Linked DNA regions of Mus musculus: region 2 is linked to region 1. Evidence: chromatin contacts called from public promoter capture Hi-C data. All regions are on one chromosome and are shown on one strand. Each heading gives the region's core, a stretch centred on a gene start, on an enhancer-like site or on the middle of the called end of the contact. The rest is flanking DNA. Distances are from core to core; before and after follow the strand shown.

The links. Promoter capture Hi-C pulls out the DNA fragments that hold promoters and counts their contacts.
Region 2: a promoter capture Hi-C map of hippocampal neurons shows a contact between it and region 1, with 2.3 times the contacts expected there. The contact joins the promoter of Myh3 here to the enhancer-like site in region 1. A contact is called at or near these places in 16 of 39 promoter capture datasets (3T3-L1-derived adipocytes, HPC-7-derived erythroid cells, cranial neural crest and 10 more), 1 of 15 datasets of contacts at CTCF or cohesin (embryonic stem cells) and 4 of 484 Hi-C or Micro-C datasets (the G1E-ER4 cell line, cortical neurons, embryonic stem cells and 1 more).

The regions. Positions count from the first base shown.
Region 1 is chr11:65,837,799-65,840,498 of GRCm38.p6, forward strand. The region is part of intron 67 of Dnah9 (dynein, axonemal, heavy chain 9); the gene reads right to left. Among named protein-coding and RNA genes, the nearest start is that of Zkscan6, 32 kb to the left of the region's middle. Within about 2 kb of position 1,338, at least 17 of the 459 cell types and tissues checked have an H3K27ac peak or open chromatin away from gene starts, as enhancers often do. A contact at or near this core is called in hippocampal neurons, where this site is marked.
Region 2 is chr11:67,076,881-67,079,580 of GRCm38.p6, forward strand. It overlaps Myh3 (myosin, heavy polypeptide 3, skeletal muscle, embryonic), which reads left to right and starts at 1,420. Exons shown (of 41, transcript NM_001099635.1): 1 at 1,420-1,444; 2 at 2,259-2,269.

The DNA of each region.
Region 1 (2,700 bases), core at 88-2,587:
GGCGGGCCGAGAAACCTCCATTTGGAAGGTCATCCGTAGGCAGGCTGTGTTCACACGGCAGCAGAAGCATTTAATCCAAAGAGGACAGGCTGGCAATGACACTTCTCTTCAGGGCTTCATGCCCCCTCTATCTGAGGGCTCATGGCCAGCTCCCTATCCATTCTTCTCAGGAAAATGGTCTTTGAAGCTAGCTTTCCCTCACCCCATCCCCACGCCATCCTGGGTTTTGAGCCTGATGCTTTCACACATTCTAGGGAAGCACTGCATCCCTGAAGGATCTCTCCTCTCCGTAGTGTTTAGGAATAGAGTTCCATTCCATAGCTCAGACTGGCCTTGAATTTGTAATCTTGCCTCTCAAGGGCTGGGATGGTAGACCTATAGACACATCATCCTCTCTGGGCCTGGCTTTCATTTACACAAGTCACCAGGAAACAGGAGATGGGGAGGAAATAGAATGATAAGGGTCCCACATCTTCCACGGTGGCTTCCAGACGGAGGTGGTCCACTGTCCGGCTCATCTGAATCTCTGGTAGAGAACGAGCTAGCCAAAGTCATCAGGCCTAGGCACGTGCCCAGGGGTGATGATCAAAGGCTCAGAACAAGGTGCTCCTCCCAACTTGATCTGAAGTCAACAATGTGCAGGACTGAAGACCCAACATCAGCCAGCCAGCCTATGCATTTGAACAAGTGCACAGACTTAGAAAAAATAAAACACAGGGGAAAAAAATTAAGGTCATCAATTATTTGAACAATGAGAAGTTCCAGACATGCCCTGGTGCCAGGCTAGCCAAGGGAAATGAGACTCATGGGGATTCCAAGATTTTTCTGGCAGCTGTTTCAAAATGTGAAAGAGGTGAGTCTAATTTTCCGAATGTTTCTTTTAATGCAATATACCTAAAATATCAAATATTTGGATAAATAATCAAATTATTAATGACACATTTTACAGTTTTTGGTCTTTTATCTTTGAAATCTGATATGTCACTTACATTAGTATCTACTGTATTCTATTGGTCAAGTCTAAAAATTTGGATTCTCACTTGTACCTCTGTAGGAAGAGAATTTTCTAGTCTTCTTTTTATCAGAATATGCTCCTTTGAAAATTACTAGTTATAATGGTTAAAAAAAAAAGAATCAGCATTTAGGAATTTTGTAGATCAAGCTTTTGTGCATCTGGCTAATGGGAATCAGGACACCTAGGAAGACTGAGAGCCAGATGTCTGACATTGGTGAATTCCCAAGAGAAATCCTCTCTGAGGGACATGTCGGTGGCCAGCTGGCTTTTCCCCAGATTTCTTCCTCCACCCCCACCATCTGTGTGCTTTGAGCTGCTACAGACCTTCAGGGCTGTATCTCATAGCTCAGCTAGGACTTTCCGGGCCCACGTGGTCTTACAGCCAGTCGGTTCTGATTTACTGGGAACACAAATGTTTTTATCATAAGGCTGAGGGTGTTTGGTGATTAACTCTAAAGGCCGGGCGTTTTGTGACTGTGATGCCTCATTTGGGATGGCAGTTGGCTTGTCTTATGTGCTGGGAGACTGGAGACGCCCGCCCACTTTTTTCCTACACTGAGCCAACATCAGCTTCAAATTGTGAAGTGACTGCGGAGGAGGGGAAGGGCAGCAGCATTGGCTCTTCCTGTCTCTGCTAGATTGTCAGGTCACCTAAGCCCATGCTTAGCTTAGAAGCAGACTTCCAGTGGTCCATCTAGCAGGTTCTGGTACACACCCCTCTGGGAGGCCGTACTGTTGCAGCTGTCCTTTGGGGGTCTCTTTCCTCTGCTGCTCCCTTCTGCTCTGAGCCTAAAGGCTCTCCCTGCTCTGACCTCTGCTTTTTTTTTTTTTTTGTCATGGAGGGCATTCTCTGCCCTTCCTCCTCCATGGAAGCTGCACTCATCTCCAGGGTCATCTGATGCTGCTTACAAGGCCTCACCTTGAAGTCGTCAGGGCAGACAACCAGACTGGTGATACAGATGGAGATGGGAGAGTGTGTTATATGAGTCTGATGGCCAGGCCACTCTGGGGACCATCCTCATGAAACTGTTTCCCAAGAGGATCCTGATTAGAAAATACCTTCCAGGTCATACAGGTTGCTTACTACTTCTACGTGGTTCTTCCATCACATGCTAGAAGTTCACCATATGCTGTTGCTTCTCTGGGTGAAATGTTTGCTTCTGGCGCAGCAGGTGGACTCTCAGCTCCTCTGCTCTGGTCTCTAGCAACCTTGTCATTTTGTCCTTAAATGTGCCTGTTCACCTTTCCTCAAAGGCCTCACTGTTCTTTCTCTGATCTATGGACCTTTTCCTGCTTCCTCCTCTAGCTTTTCTTTACGAACCTTCTATTGGATTATCCTGCAGGGATGACTCCATGTCAGTATCTTTGAATCCTTCCCCACAGAGTGCTGAGTTCTGCCCACAGAGCCCATCAGTCAACATCATGGGAGCTAGACTGAAGGGAGAGAAACTCCACACTGCCTCCCAATCTCTACTCAGGCATTCTTCATGATTGACTACACAGAGGCACAGTGAAAGTTCTTAGAAGAAAAATGACTGAACAAATTGGAAGTCAAATGGGTAAACAGCCTGCGCCAAATTGCACGGCTTCAATAGGCTATGACTGCAGCAAACCCACTCAAGATAATTGCTACTATATACCTGCTTACCCAGGAATAGAGATGCAAAATATGACAGGCAAGGGGT
Region 2 (2,700 bases), core at 170-2,669, 1.2 Mb after region 1:
AGCAATGAGAAGATGTGACTTCACTGTGGCCTGATGTCTAGCTAACCACAGGCATCAGAGAGCCTCAGCGTGGCCTCTCTGCTATGAAATTGCCTAAATCTTGGAAGGGAATGTGTGAAGGCTGTATGACTCATTGCCCACAAAATGGTTTATGTTGGGGAAAGACTATCTTCCGATTCCACTCTGCCTTTTTGAAGAGTCCTCAATAGGAAAGAACATACAGAGGATGTTTAATAATGGTCCCTATGGCCGGGCGGTGGTGGTGCATGCCTTTAATCCCAGTACTTGGGAGGCAGAGGCAGGCAGATTTCTGAGTTCGAGGTCAGCCTGGTCTACAAAGTGAGTTCCAGGACAGCCAGGGATACACAGAGAAACCCTGTCTCGAAAAAAATAATGGTCCCTATGAAGACTTTGGTCCTGCTTTCTCCCTTCTTCCCTTACCAGTGTATGGGTAGGCTGTAAGAGGACAGTCCATATTCTCAAATGGGATGTATTGGCATGAAGTTCTCTATTAAATGAACAACCATGACCCCATACAACTCAGACCCTCACCACAAAGACTGGACCAGGAAAGAGAGGAATGGAAATGGACAAAAATGTCAACTGTACCTTAATTCTCTTGTTAAGGTTTAATTTTCCAGTCCTGATTTAGAAATGACAGCATCTGTTAGGCGATACCCATCCCCCCTTTCTCTTCAGGCCACTACCGTTCCCCTCGCCCCCTATCTAGGCTGGCAGCTGGCCTTTCCTAATTGGTAATATGTCTTGATAACCACAGGCCCCTAAGCAGCTGTCACTGTGAACATGGGCTGGTGGCATAGCTCCCTGTCATTTACTTGCTTGTTGGTCCTGCTAGTGCTTAAGAAAGGATTAAGTAAATAATTATAGTAATGAGACAGAAAGTAATGAGGGGAAGGAGAGAGATGGAGAAGGAGAAAAAAAAAACTATAATCCAACTGCACAAGTTTTACAGAGTTTGGCTCATAACCGTGAGGGGACTTCAACAAGTTCAATTCTACTTTATCTTCGATGAGCTTTCTAAGCAAATAGCACAACTGTGTGTCCCCTGTTCCCAAGTGGTAGTGGCTTCAGCTGATTTCAGGGTGGGATGGCCTGCAGGATGGAGCCAGGTAGGGGCTCCTAAAGCAAAGGAGATCCCATTGTGCTAGGTGGAGAAGCTACAGCCCTGAGTTCACAGAGCAAGGCATCTCAAATTCCCAGCTTTCTACAGTTGGAAAAAATGGTTTCGGACCCTGCTCATTTCTATATATACTTTTCCCTTGGCAACGGCGAAAAATACGTGTGGAGGGGGCCAGTTCTCAGCCTGTGGTGTCAGTCATTCTCTTTCCAAATATAGAGGAAGAATGAGCCCAGGGGGTTAGTGGTGGCCTATAAAAGCCCAGGGGGCAGCTCTCCTCTATGCTTCTCTCTGTCACAGTCAGAGGTAAGTCTTACACTTTCCTAGTATCTCTGTGGCATTTACTGCTTCTAGACCTGATTCGGCCACTGCCCTGGACTGTGGCCCTCCCTGGCTTTGTTATAGCAGGCAAGCCTCTTTTCTCTTCTCAAGGCGTTCTCAAGGAATACAGTAGAGTGAGATGCGAGACCCAAGAGCCCAGCATCCCACTGCCTCTAGCAGATCATCGAAGCTGGGGTCCTGCCCACCCTTTCTTTTCTCTGCTTGGGAAGGATCCTGTTGGACAGGCATGGGCCTGTCCACCATGGCTCCATGTTCTCCTGTTGCCTCTCTGATCCACAGAATGAACAGGGGACTCTGTGTTTCCTACCTGGACGCTATACCTGCTGGGTGTTTAGTGGCCTCAAGACTACATGTTTGCTTAACAGGTTTAAATTAGCCAATCTCAGCATCGTCTCCATTTTCAGATAACCAGGAGGCCTGTCCCCACCCGCTAACAGAAGCTTTTATTGGCAGGGACTCAGTCCATTTAGAATCCCTGCCCTGTTCACAATGAAGGATCTTGCAGTCTGAAGAAATTGTCAGAGTGGGCTGGAGGAGCCAACCTGCCAGGCAGTTGGTAGTTATGCCTAGCTGTAGACTATGATCTGTCTGCAGTCCTAGGGCTTGCCTCAGAGCTAAGGATCTTTCTGACTGTCTAGTCCTTTGTGTGTCTTAGTTGAGCCTCACCAAGGTCTGGTTCGTCACAGAAGCAGACATCACGGTGGCCACTAAACTCTGTGTGCATGCTCTTGCAGGTCCCATACGTCCACAACTGCTGCTGCTCTCTGCTGTCCTGCAGGTGTGACTCAGGTGAGCATTGGGGCCACATCCCAGAGCTTCAGGAAGTCTTCAGGTAAACCCAGATCACCCATTGCCCCCTCATGCCTGTGCCCCCGAGGAGTTACAGAGCTTAACGGAGAAGTGCAGGCTTCATCCTCAGGGGTGCGGCTAGAGGTTCCCATCTATTCTCTATGGTGGTTTGTTGTTCCTTTGTTTTTTGAGACAGGATCTCACTGTGTAGCCCCAGATGGCATTGAACTCTCTAGGTAGACCAGGCTGGCTTCAGACTCACAGAGATCCACCTGTCGCAGCCTCCGAAGTTCTGGGACTAAAGGCATAGACCACCATGCCTGGCCTTCAGTCTATTCTTAGCATGGGAGGCAGAAACCATGTCGATTCAAAACAGTTCAAAGCTGTCTCTGCCATTTTCTGCTTAGTATTCTCTCTTTAAGGAATTCTTT